Linked DNA regions of Sus scrofa: region 2 is linked to region 1. A link is a contact called in public HiChIP or PLAC-seq data. All regions are on one chromosome and are shown on one strand. The core of a region is the stretch at or near the end of the contact, and the rest is flanking DNA. Distances in the headings are between cores, read along the strand shown.

Region 1 (6,680 bases), core at 1,970-4,469:
ACAAAAAAACAAAAAAAAACCAAATAGGAGCTATGCTACTTCCTAGTCTGGCTTCCTTTCTTTGGAAAACTTATTAACATTTCTTTTTCTTGTCTAATTGCATGGGCTACAACTGCTAAAACAGTGTTTCTCAACCTGGCTGGCTGATCAGACCCTGCCTTTCCTCCTGGGTAAAGGACAGAATGGTACCCCTTGGCAGTGATCAGGCACCCAGACCTAGGCCCTTCCACGGAGTAGGCTCTCGTTGAAATATTAGATAGTATTATTTATCATCCATTTAAGGGAGAGTGAATAACAGCAACTTATGCTCTTGTAAACAAAATTTATGGGATTCTAATTAGTTCTTCCTGGATTCCCCTTTCAGCTCTATATAACTACATGGCGTTGCTACTAATTAGTTCTTCCTTGGAGCCCTTGGGGTCTCCAGAGAAACCAATTTTTGAACTTAGTCAAAGACAGTGGTTCTCAGCCAGGGGTGATTCTGCCCACCAGAGGAACTTTCGTAACGTCTGAAGACATTTTTTTGTGGGGGTGGGGGAGTCTTTTTAGGGCTGCACCCACAGCATATGGAAGTTCCCAGGCTAGGGGTCAAATCCGAACTTCTCCTACCAGCCTACGCCACAGCCATAGCAACATGGGATCCAAGCTGCATCTGTGACTTACACCCCTCACAGCAACACCAGATCCTTAACACGCTGGGCGAGGCCAGGGATTGAACCCACATCTTCAGGGATACTAGTTGGGATTCGTTACTGCTGAGCCACAGTGGGAACTCCTAAAGGCATTTTTTGATTGTCACTATCATCACTAGACCATTGTGTTAGTGGCATTTAATGGGTAGAGGTCAGGAATGCTGCTAAACATTCTACACTGCACAGGAAAACTCCTCGTTGAAAAGAATTACCTGACCCAAAATGTCAGTAGTGTGGGGCTAGAGACACTTGCTTTAAAACAATGTGAAGCAATAGCACTGGTGGTAGGAATCTCTGTTTTGTTGCAGATGTTAATGGGATTTTTCAAGACGGGAAATCAGCATTTTGTGAGTGGGTGTCCAGTTCCTGCCAGCCCACACCCCTCACCCTCACCCCCGCCCCCAGTATTGGCTCACCCATAGGAATGCCCAATGAGCACATTTCGTTTCTTGGCATAGCGCTTGAAGATGGCACGCATGTCCTCTGCCAGCGCATAGAAAGTGTAGGCGGCGGCCACTTGGGGTGCTGAGCTGGCCCCATGACCGGCCAGGTCGGGCGCTACTACCTCGTAGCCCAGGCGCACAAAGAAGTCCAGCTGTTCCTTCCAAATAGCCAGGGACCCACCGACGCCGTGGATGAAAAAGAGCACCACGTCGGCCTGGGCGCCCTTGCAGCTGGTGATGCGCTTCTCACAGTCAATGTGGATGGTCCGCTTTGGGCGTCGGGCTCGCCTCCGTCGCCCACCACTGCCACTCCCAGCACTGCCTGTGCCCGAGCGGCCATCGCTACCGGCTGGGTCCGCCAGCTCTACCTCTAGGGCGGCTGGTGGCTCCCCGGAGCCATTCTGCCCGTGCAGGAGGTCAGCTCGTGGTGCCCGGCCCAGATTCTCCACCAGTAACCGCCCATTGCGGTACACAGTGATTCTGCGCTGGCAGCGGACCAAGCCGGTTTGGTCCCCCTGGGCAGTGTCCGACAGTGGTGGAGATGGGGTGGGGGCTGGAGCGGGTCCAGCATGCTTCACCCGCAGCACTCGGCCAGGTTTGACTTCCACAAAGGTGTAGCCATCGCTGGACTCCACGCTCTCCAATGGCCCCACTGCATTGGGTGGCGCGCCTAGCAGGCAGCAGAAGATCCCATCGGTCACCCCGGTCAGCATGGTGTGTCCTGTGAGTTGGGGGGTGACAGCCAGGTCAGAAGCCGTCTAAACAGGGGGACTTCCACTCCCATAGCACCCACTCCCCACACCTGGGTCAGGTGAGTTTCACTGGGAGGCCTCTGTCAAGCACTGAGACAGTGGTGGGCCACCCTCCTGGGCCAGCCTGGTCTGTCCTAGAGAGAAGGCTGTGGCTAGGGCTAACACCAAGAGGCATCCATAGGGAAGGTGGTGGAGTGGGGGTGGGGGGGGCTTCCCTGGAGGAAAGGGCACTGTGGCAAATGTGGCCCATTCCTGGGGACACTTCAGCTCAGGTATATACCAGGTATGCCTTCTTAAATCCTTTCATTCATTCGTCCATTCATTCATTCATGCACTCTTTCATTGACTGAATTTCACTAAAACAGCATATCCTGAGAGCTCCAAAGGCATCTAAAAAGGTGCATACCCCAATAAGCCCCCATCCCAGGCCTCTAAACATGGCTTCTGAAAGGTGTGGCCCTGAGCTCCAGAAGGCCCAACTCCCCAAGACCACAGTGCAATGGGTCTGTTTCACAGACAGACAAGTTGAGGCCCAGACACTCTGCTGCTGCTCTGTCCCCACTGGTCAATACCCTGGCTTCTGGGGAATCTGACACACAGCCCCCGGTGGTGGAAATGAGGATGAAGAAGGTAAAGCCCTGGCGGGGGCCTCCAGGCCACCATCCTGCTCCTCAGGCCACCCCCCCCACCCGTGTCCATGGCAACTGCAGGCTGTTACATAACTCGAGGGGGATACCCGCGAAGCGCACCCCCATTGTTTAGGCCCTGGAGATGGGACGAACCCCTCCCCATCCCCATCCTGCGCTCCGCGAGGATAATGAAAGCTGAACGCCCGGCCCATACTTGCTGATGAGGGGGGACCAGGCCGCACCCCCTACCTCCGGCAGGGTTCCAACGCGGGATTGCGGAGGGGGGCGCAAATGCGCCACTCCAGCCCCCTTCACAGAGCCGGGCCCCCGCCTCCCCGGTGCCCGTCAGCACTGTGGCGGAGTCGAAGCCACCGGGTCTCCGCGGCTTCCTAAAAGCCCGAGGGCAGGTTTTGTGGACGCCCCCCTCCATGGTGAAAGACCCAGGGGCCTCGATGTCCCCTTCCCGGGGCCCGCTCCTTGCTCACCTCATCGAGGGCCCCGGGGCCCGGGGCAGGGCAGAGGTGTCGCGGGCGGAGAAGCCAGCGTCCGCTTGCGGGCGCCGTTTACATGGTTGCGCGGGGTTGGCCCAGGCGCATCTACACGGGCGGGCACGGGCCCGGGGCGGTCAGCGCGGGGACATCCCGCTGCTGCTGAACAGCCGGCCCTTTAAGTGTCTCCCTTGAAGGGGCGGTACCGTGCGCCGACTGACTGGCGCCTCGGCCAGTCGCAGCTGCGGAAAGACCTGGCCTAGTTAGACTACCAATCAGAGGCGGAAGCTCCGGAGTGAGGGCGGGCAATTGGGGTAACGGCCCCGCCTCCCACCAGGGCTTTTGGAGGTGGAGGGAGGGATTAGGCCTGGTCCAGAACCGAGAAGGGGTCTCAATCTGAGATCCTGACAGGCGGCAGTCGAAGCCCCCTGCACTGCAAATAGGATCTCCTTGGCCGGCTTCTGCCTTCAAGCTGCCCTTCAAACGGAGCCCCCATACCCCTCTCCCTGTGCTATAACCTTTCCAATATACAATGTTCCAGATCCTTGCAATTTCAGTCGGGGAAACCGAGGTGCATAAAGGGCACAAGTTTACAAGGCAAGATGAGGGGCAGAGATGGGACTTGGAACCACGGCTTTGTGATTCCAACTCCTGCAAATTGTTATTCGTTAAATCATTAAACAGATGTCTTGGAGCTTTGGGTAAATAGGGAATTGGAATTTCACAGATAGGCCAACTGGTGGCCAATTTAACTGGGAGCTGTGGTCCCAGCTGGAGTCAGAGAGGCCATGGTCCAGCCTCTGCCTTTTGCTGATATGTGACCTTGGGCAAACCCCTTTCCTGAGACTCCACTTATTTCTCTATGAAATTAATCCCCTCATAAATTTGCTATGCAGGTAAAACACTCAGCAGGGAAAGTGCTTCATACATTACTGGTGTTATTATTGTACTGGTGTAGTATTGCAGAGGTTTGCAAAATGGTGGTTCAGGTAGGATGGGCTTCAGAGGACAAGGGGTTAAGCATCCCTTGCCCAGTCCTATTCCCTGGAATTTGCTGCCAGAGTTGGATTAGGTCCAGCCACCCACTCTTGCCCACTCAGGGTGCTCCTGGGAGACTACAGTTTATTCATCCAGAAAAAAAAATTCCCCTCCCCCTCTCCAAGCGGGGAGGATGCTGGGGTGCCTGCAAGTCTGGCTCTTGAGGACCCCCTCAGCTTCAGGGAGAGTCTGGGGAGAACTGGGGTTGGGGGGGCAGTGTTGAGCCAGAGGGAGGGGCAAGTCTGGAGAAAGGGGAGTATCTGAGGAGGATTTTTAAAAGATGAATAGGAGAGCACCAGCCAGAGGAGGGTATAGCTGAAATTTAGGATGTGTGTGTATGTCTGTCGAGAGGAGAGTGGGCTTCAAATGCCTGGCAGTGGAGCTGGATATTTTCCCGGGGACTATGGGGAGCCAGAGATGGTATGTGAGAAGGGAAAGGGTTCATATATGAATACTAGAAATTTTCTCCTAAGGTCTGAATGGGGGTACGACCAAGGGCAAGCTTGCAACCCTTGGGTTTTACAGATTGAGAAACTGAATAACCACCCAAGGACATACGGCCAACTTGAACTCAGACCGCCTGGGCTCACAGCCAAGAGGCAGAGACTTGGCTGGGGCTAAAGGAAAGCTGCCAGCCAGCTGTGTGCCATCTGCCTGGCTCCCGCTGGGGGTGGGAAATTCAACCAGCCGTCTCCTGAGGCTGCCACCAGCTGCGCCACCGTCACCCAAGTGTACCCTCCTCGGGTCTGCAGGAAAAGAAACTACAACTCCTAGCAGACCCGGGGACTTAATGCTCTGTACGCAAGCGTCTGCTGAGGAGGCGCCGTTCTCCTGCCACCTGCTGGTCCATCTGAAAAATTACATGCGCCTGTGTGCAAGGACGCTCACGCCTAAGGTGTGGGCGCGCAGACGTAGAACTACAATTCCGGGAGGCCCCCGCGGCAAGGAAGGCTCCGCTGTAGGAAAAACTACAACTCCCAGAAGTCCTCGTTCGCAGCTGCGGAACCTACGGGTTTCGGAATAGCTGCCACTGGACGGAGTGCCGGCGGCTGGACATGGCTTTCTTGGCTAGATCCGTGGGTCGCCTCTTGGACCCCGTCAGTAGGTCAGCGGCGCTAGTAGGTGGCAGGTGAGTCCTCAGTGGGTCCCCTTCCCAAATCTGGGAGTAAGAGCGGAGTCGAGGGGCTGACCCCAGCTATTTACCAACGACATGACCTTCCTTCCAATGCCTTGCGAACTCGAGGTTGAGCGCCACGCAGCAGTCACACAGCAATCTTTTCTGACCTTTCTCGCTTTTTCTCTGACCGGGCAGGTGGCTCCAGCCCCAGGCCTGGCTGGGGTTCCCGGATACATGGGGACTCCCCGCCATGCAGCAGACCCGGGGCAAGGCGCGCGGGAACGAGTATCAGCCGAGTAACATCAAACGCAAGCACAAGCATGGTTGGGTCCGGCGCTTGAGAACGCCAACCGGGGTCCAAGTCATTCTTCGTCGCATGCACAAGGGCCGAAAATCATTGAGCCATTGAGAAGGGCGACGCTGCCGCCTGGACCCCTCATTAAATCATTTCCCTCGCTTAGCCTGTGGCTGTTTTTGTGGAGAGCTGGAGAGCAGGACGACTGGGATTCGGACGGACATGAATATCCCTCACATTGGCCCAGGGGAAGAAATCTGGTATTATACTGGAAAAAGGAGTGGAAGTCAGACCTTGCCCGGTGCTTTTTTACGCTTTTGAATTAGGAAGAATTTCGAACTTAACGCAACAGTCTAGTGACCAATTACCCACAACCCATCCTGCCCCCTCCTGAGATGCAAATCTCAGGCGTCAGATTATTCTGTAAATATTTCAGAAGGCACCTCTTCAAGATAAGGGCTCTTTAATACATATTCACAAAACTTTTCACAGCTGAAAAAAAGTTATCAGTTCTTTTAGTCATTGAAAGTCTAATAAATGTTCACATTTTCACTTGTGTTGTAAAATGTCGTGATTCCCACGGTTCTAGGAAGGCTTGTGGAGAGTTGGGAGGGATATGAACCCAACCACCTGCCCCTTGGGGATGGGCTATGTGACTTTGAGCAAGACCTTAACTCTCTGAGGCTTATCTGGCTTCTACAAAATCAGGTGCTCGTTTCTCCCTTGCTGTGTTGTTGCTGGAGTAATAATACTAACTTCCCCTTAGTAACCTGAGGAGTACTTCCTCAATAAATCCTTGTTCTGTCCAGGCTGTCAGGCTGGTGAGGAGTTGGGAGGTAGATTCGTACGCAGGCAGTTTGGACATAGTGGAGTCAGGGCTGGTAAGAGGGTGGTGAGGGCTATGGGGCCATGAGGAAGCACCCGACTTGGCATTGGGAAGAACACAGGGAAGGCTTCCAGGAAGAGATGGCAGGGTGTGGGAGGGCCGAAGGAAGGAGGGACTAGAGAGGGGTCAGCATAAAAGGTGGACGAATTTGGCTGGAGGGGCCCAGGATATGGGGCCGAGGAGGTGGGACTGAACCCTTGGGGTAATGAGGAGTCACGGGAAGTGTTCGAAGAAGAGTCTGGGTTGTCAGTTCAAAGATAATTCAAGCAGCTAGTGTGGAATAGCTTAGATATGCTGAAACCTAAGATTGGGACCCTGGGGAGGAGGCTGAGAGTGTCAT
Region 2 (6,680 bases), core at 1,235-3,734, 220 kb before region 1:
AACCTCACTCAGTGGGTTAAAGATCTGGCATTGTGGCAAGCTATGGTGTAGGTTGCAGCTGCAGCTCGGATCTGGCATTGCTGTAGCTGTGGCATGGGCTTCAACTGCACCTCCAATTCAACCCCTAGCCCAGGAACTTCCATATGTCACAGGCACGGCCATAAAAAGGAAGAAAAAAGGATCCTTCATTTAATTACTTCTGCAAAGACCCTTTTCCAAGTAATTCACCCAGGTTCTAGGGGTGAAGATAACTTTTCAGAGAGCCAATATTCACCCCCACTGAGGCCCCCAGACCAGGTGTCTGCCTGAGCTTCACCAGTTGTTTGGGTAAATCTCATTCTTTTTATTCCCATTCCAGGTAGTGCCCCAGACAGTGTCCCAAACCCTCTCATGATGCAGAATTCTCTTTGAAGACCAGCAATCCCAGGATTGAAACCTCCACCACAGTTAACTACCACTTGAATGTTGCACGTTACATAATCAGACAGGCTGCACAAGTCCAGGCCACTGTCCAAGGTGTGGAGCTGAGAGGTTCCAGGACAGAGCTGGGGCTAACACCCAACCCATATGATGCCAGTGCAGCAGTGAAATGTGAAACGAAGTGTGCCAAGTCATAAAGGGTGATGATATTCCAGGATACTTGCCACAAAAATAGTGCCCACGAGACTGCAGGTGAAAGAGAGGCACGTTACAACTGTATATTTCCACTTCGTTTCTGTATGAAATTCGAATGGAATTATTTGCTCTGAAATGTGAGTCCTGCTGATCTCTCACAGGTGACAGTTCTGGGTGATTCGCCACGCAACTCTGGATGATCTCAATTTTCTACAAGGAACCTGTCAAAAAAAAGTCCCTAAGGTATAAGAGATACTGAAACACGAATACAATCTGTGGTAGTCGCTATTTTATTCTTTCTTCTAAGCAAGCAGAGACATGAGTGATTTCAGCTCAATTGATGGGTGGTGGCAGCAGCTGGGCGTAACTGGCCAGAGGGCTGAAAAACATGGACACTGGAGAGCCGGGGACTTGCTGCCCCCTAGAGGCCATTTGGAGAACCCCAGCGCCAGGACCACAAGAGGGAAGATGGAAGAAAAGCAGAAAGCTGTGTGAGACCCCTCTGAACAGAGCTCTGGTTCCTGCAATGCCGCCCCCCCCCCCCCGCCCCCTGCGCCGCCATCTCCTCCGTGAAGACCTGGCCTCATAGTGGCCTCTCATGGGTGCTTTGCTCCTCCACCCCCAGCCACAGGCAGGGGCGCTGTCCACTTTGAGCCCCCAATTCACCTTTCAACCAACCTGAGTCCCATCCCCTCCACAGGACTGCCACCCAGCTAAGAAGGACTTTGCAGAGAGCAGGTGCTCCATCTCACCTCCCAGTGAAGAACCTGGCCCGAGAGGGCACCTCAAAGATAAACTGAGGCATGAGTGACCTCAAGACTGCCTCTCTGTGGCCTCTTCCTTCTGGTCCCATCCCCTCCATCTACTTCAGTCCATTCTGTGCTGACTACAGGTTCCAACATAATATCCTGCAATTCCACTTCTGCATATTAATGCAGAGGAAACAAAATGACTAACTGGAAAAGATATTGAGTGATTATGCACCATGTTCACTGCAGCATAATTTACAATAGCCAAGACATAGAAGCAACCTAAGTGCCCACTGACAGATGAATGGATAAAGAAAACGTGACATAGTGGGAGGGACTGGGAGTTTGGGGTTAGTAGATGCAAATTATGACATTTAGAATCGATAAGCAATGAGGTCCTGCTGTACAGCGCAGGGAACTCTATCCAGACTCTTGGGATAGACCATGATGGAAGATAATATAAGAAAGGGAATGGATATATATGACTGGGTCACCTTGCTGTCCAGCAGAAATTGGCACGACATTGTAAATCAACTGTACTTTAATTTTTTAAAAAAAGGTGAAGCCCTCATGAATAAGTGCCCTTAACAAAGAGACCCCAGAGAGCTTCCTCTCCCCTTCCACCACACGAGGACACAGAAAGAAGATGCTGTGGGTGAAACAGGATGCAGGCCCTCACCAGACACCCAATCTACTGACACCTTGATCTTGGATTTTCAGAACTGAAATACAGTTTCTGTGGTTTTTAGGTTGCCCAGTCTAAGATATTTGGTTATAACAGCCCAAACAGTAAGACAACCTGTTCTCAATTCTTTTGGGTATATAACTAGGGAGGGGAATTGCAAAGGTATTTAAGAGCAGAAGGAGTGTGTGAAACAGCTCTGATCTTCAGGAAGTGATGAGAATGGTAGCAAATTTTGTTCTCAGGCATGTGAAGGTAAAATTCCGTCCCCCCATAATGAAAAGTCAGAAGAAGGAGCTGGCACAGTTTTGGTGTGATGGCAGATCTGGAGTGCGTTGAGGGGTGAGAGAAAATCCGGGGAAATGGGAAGAGGTTATAACTCCCCCCCCATAGAGTCAGTCACTTCCTTCCCTGTGTGCCTCCAGAGAAGAGCTGCGTCACCATGGTGATGACATTCTTTGGCATCATTTCATTGTTTTGTGATTGCTTCCCCACCAGTGCCCTGACAGCAAGATTCTTAGAGAAGATTTGAGCCCTGCAGTTTCTTGTCTCTCATCTGCTATGACGGCGTCACCCAGCCTCTCCTTCTAGAAGCTGTCACCAAATTGACATGAGACCACCGTTTTTCTGATTGTGGACCTGACCTGTGTTCATTACCAAAAAATGGAAAATGTAGACCAGGAGGACAGAAGCTCACTCATGATCTGTCACGCAGTTCATCACTGTTGGTGGATTCAGTGTTCAATTCTAGTCAGCGCACTCATTCTATAAGGAGTCTGGGGAGGTCCCTCACCAATGCAACATTTTGTCCAACTCCTCACAGGCCTGCCTCTCCAGCAATAGTGGGCAGCTCTTCTTTGGCATGAGAGCAATGCACAAAAAGCCCAACTATTTCTTGGCCCACAAACTCTCATTCAAAGTGATGACACCCGGAGTTCCCATTGTGGCTCAGTGGTTAACAAATCCTGCTAGGAACCATGAGGTTGCAGGTTCAATTCCTGGCCTTGCTCAGTGGGTTAAGGATCCGGAGCTGTGGTGCAGGTCACAGACACGGCTCGGATCCCGAGTTGCTGTGGCTCTGGCATAAGCCAGTGGCTGGAGCTCCTATTGGACCCCTAGCCTGGGAACCTCCATATGCCATGAGATCAGCCCTAGAAAAGGCAAAAAGACCAAAAAAAAAATTGGTGACACCCTTTGCAATAGCTAAGACATAGAAACCACCTAAATGTCCATTGACAGATGAATGGATTAAGAAGATGTAGTACAGGAGTTCTGCAGTGGCTCAGTGGTCAACGAATCTGACTAGGAACCATAAGGTTGTTGGTTCGATCCCTGGCCTCAATCAGTGGGTTAAGGATTCCAGTGTTTCCATGAGCTGTGGTGTAGGTTGAAGACGTGGCTCGAATCTGGCATTGCTGTGGCTGTGGTGTAGGCCAGCAGCTATAGCTCTGATTATACGCCTAGCCTGGGAACCTCCATATGCCATGGGTATGGCCCTAGAAAAGACAAAAAAAAAAAAAAAAAAGATGTAGTACATATACACAGTGGAATACTACTCAGCCCATAAAAAGGAAAGAAATAATGCCATTTGCAGCAACACGCTTGCAGCTAGAGATTGTCATACTAAGTGAAGGAAGTCAGAAAAAGAAAGACAAATAGCATATGATATCACTTATATATAGAACCTAATATATGTCACAAATGAATCTATCTACGGAACAGAAACAGACTCACAGACAGAGAGAGCAAACTTGTAGTTGCCAAGGTGGAGGGAGTGGGATGTACTGGAAGTTTGGGGTTAGTAGATGAAAATTATTATATTTAGAATGGATAAGCAGCGAGGTCCCTATATCCAGTTTCTTGGGATAAACATGATGGAAGAGACCATAAGAAAGGTAATGGACACACCACACACACACACACACACACACACACACACACACACACACAACTGGGTCACTGTGCTGTATAGCAGAAATTGGCACAACGTTATAAATCGACTATTCTTTAATTTTTAAAAATGGAGGGAAAAAATGGTGTCTGCTCTGAGTCCATTGGAAAAACTACATCCTTTTACAATTTAGATTTCCCACTTTACTTTTAAGATCAGGGTCAGCAAATCTTTTCTAGGCCAGATGGTAAGTATTTCAGGCTTCGCAGGCCAGATAGTCTGTCCCAAAGACTCGACTCTGCTGTTACTGACTGAAAGCAGCCACAGACCTTAGTACCCACGTGGCTGTGGCTGTGTTCCCATAAAACTTTATGTGCAGGCATAGGAGGAAGTCCAGGTTTGGCTTGAAGTCTGTCGTTAGCCAACCCCAGTTTAGATTTTTGCAGGAGGTTGTTCTAATTCTCAGCCCAGTCATGGCTGAGAAGCAGTCACACAGAGATGCCATCTGGTCTTTTCTTCTGCAATGAATGAGATCCATGAATGAAGCTGAGAGAGATGGTGTGGCTGATAGAGGAGAGGAGGCATAAGGAATAGGCCTGCCCCATCATAGAGGTTATTACATAGAGCAATTCCAACCACAGGGTCACTGGACAATTGGGTTGGGAGAGCACTACTGGCATCTGGTGAGTGTGTTAGAAACAGCAGAGACTGGAGCAATGAGATCTCAAGCAGGTTTATCGACCAACAGAGTGGCCAGGAGCACTGAGCAGAGAGAACTCAGGCTCCCCCCCATTTAAAGAGCAGTTAGTTATGTAGGGAAAGGGGTAGTTTCTATTTTTAGCACAGGTTTCTGATGGAGTAGGAAACAGGGGAGATACAGGTTATATCGTTACAATTTAACCAGCTATTTTTGCCTTGAAGCTTTGTGTTTCATTTTATACCAAGGCCATCTGGCTTTTGGCACATTTTGGTTCAGGTTGGGTTTTGTTTGTTTGTTTGTTTGTTTTGGTCTTTTTGTCTTTTTAGGGCCCCACCCCCGGCACATGGAGGTTTCCAGGCTAGGGGTCTAATCGGAGTCACAGCTGCCAACCTACACCACAGCCACAGCAATGCCAGATCCGAGCCACATTGGCGACTTACACCAGAGCTCACGGCAATGCCAGATCCTTAACCCACTGAGTGAGGCCAGGGATGGAACCTGCGTCCTCATGGATGCTAGTCGGGTTCATTAACCGCTGAGTCTGGACAGGAACTCCCACATTTTAGTTCTTTTACAGTTGCCACCTAACAGGATGGAGATCAGAGATGCTGCCCAACATCTCTCAATGTGCAGGATGGCCCCCACACCAAAGAATGATCTGGCGCCAAACATCAACAGTGCTGATGTTGAGACAACATAACTTAAATGTAAGCATGACAACTTAGAAAGCCTGTTCGCCTGAGCTCCATTGTATGAATTTCCTAGAAATAGAATACATGCGGATGAGAAAATATTTGACCAAAATGTTAAAGGAACACAAAAATGCAGTAAGAATAACAAGCAAGCATCCTTCCAAACTCAGGGTCCCCAGCGCCCTCACTCTGAACATAGCTTCTCTCAACACGTTTTTGTTTCTGGTTTTTTTGTTTGTTTGTTTTTGGCTTTTCAGGACCGCAGCTGCAGCATATGGAGGTTCCCAGGCTAGGGGTCCAATCAGAGCTACAGCTGCTGGCCTATGCCAGAGCCACAGCAATGCAGGATCCGGGCCACGTCTTCGACTTACACAGCTCATGGCAACGCCAGATCCTTAACCCACTGAGCGAGGCCAGGGATCGAACCCGCAACCTCATGGTTCCTAGTCGGATTCGTTTCCTCTGCGCCACAACAGGAACTCCTTGTTTCTCTTTTTAACAAATGTTAACACATATTGTTCCATGACCTACCCCTTATTTGAACTTTCTCTTTTCATTTGTAAAATCGTGGCCATCTTTCTGCAGGATTCATTTTCACAAAGCATAGTTGTTCCTTAAATAGATTTAAGTTTAGTTCCCAACATGACAGAGGCTATTTTACATACCACCCCTTCATTCTGCAGCCCTCTGGAGCCCTTGCTTAATCGGAGCATGTGGTATACCGCTGCTCATTTTAGACGGTGGGTGGCATAATTTCACAATTGTTAACAGAGGCTGAAAGATGAAGGGAACTGTAGGGAAGGTGAAGAGTCTAAAAGCTGCTGGAGAAAGACGGGAAAAGAGCAGAAGGAAAGGAGTTCCCTGGTGGTCTAGCAGTTACAGATCCAGTGTCACTGCTGGGCGCAGGTTCAATCCTTGGCATAGGAAATTCTGTGAGCGTGGCCAAAAAAAAAAAAAAAAAAAAAAAAAGGCAGAGGGAAAAACAAGCATATGACAGATATCAGAATATCAGACACATATCCTAAATTTAGGGCGACAAGAGGGTTTGGCCTGAGTGCTAGCTGTTCAGATCATCACTGGTGGAGAAGGCTGCAGGAGGCACAGCTGGTGTGTACACTGTACACACTGTAAAGTGTAACGTGCAGTGTATTGTTTTCTGGGATGTCATAACAAGTAAGCACGAACTGGGAGGCATCAAACAACGAAAATTTATTTTCACCATTCCGGAGGTCAGAAAATTAAAATTGAGGTGTGGGCAGGGTTGTTCCTTCTGGAGGCCTGAGGGACAGACTGTTCCATGCCTCTCTCCTGGCTTCTGGCGGCTGTCGGCAACCTTGGCAGTGCCTTGGTT

What was found. HiChIP or PLAC-seq counts read pairs in DNA pulled down with a chosen protein or histone mark.
Region 2: a contact with region 1 is called in an H3K27ac HiChIP or PLAC-seq map of alveolar macrophages. The contact joins the enhancer-like site here to the promoter of ABHD8 in region 1. A contact is called at or near these places in 1 of 5 promoter capture datasets (fetal liver), 9 of 47 Hi-C or Micro-C datasets (embryonic fibroblasts, epiblast stem cells, fetal skeletal muscle and 5 more) and 2 of 2 datasets of contacts at active chromatin or transcription factors (alveolar macrophages and skeletal muscle).

The regions. Positions count from the first base shown.
Region 1 is chr2:60,377,230-60,383,909 of Sscrofa11.1, reverse strand. It overlaps ABHD8 (protein ABHD8), which reads right to left and starts at 3,219. Exons shown (of 5, transcript XM_021083570.1): 1 at 3,002-3,219; 2 at 1,109-1,856. The coding sequence starts at 1,848. It overlaps MRPL34 (39S ribosomal protein L34, mitochondrial), which reads left to right and starts at 4,943. Exons shown (of 2, transcript XM_021083568.1): 1 at 4,943-5,171; 2 at 5,355-6,006. The coding sequence starts at 5,098. The coding sequence ends at 5,568.
Region 2 is chr2:60,600,860-60,607,539 of Sscrofa11.1, reverse strand. No RefSeq gene overlaps it. Among named protein-coding and RNA genes, the nearest start is that of CPAMD8, 32 kb to the left of the region's middle. Within about 2 kb of position 2,484, at least 3 of the 83 cell types and tissues checked have an H3K27ac peak or open chromatin away from gene starts, as enhancers often do. A contact at or near this core is called in alveolar macrophages, where this site is marked.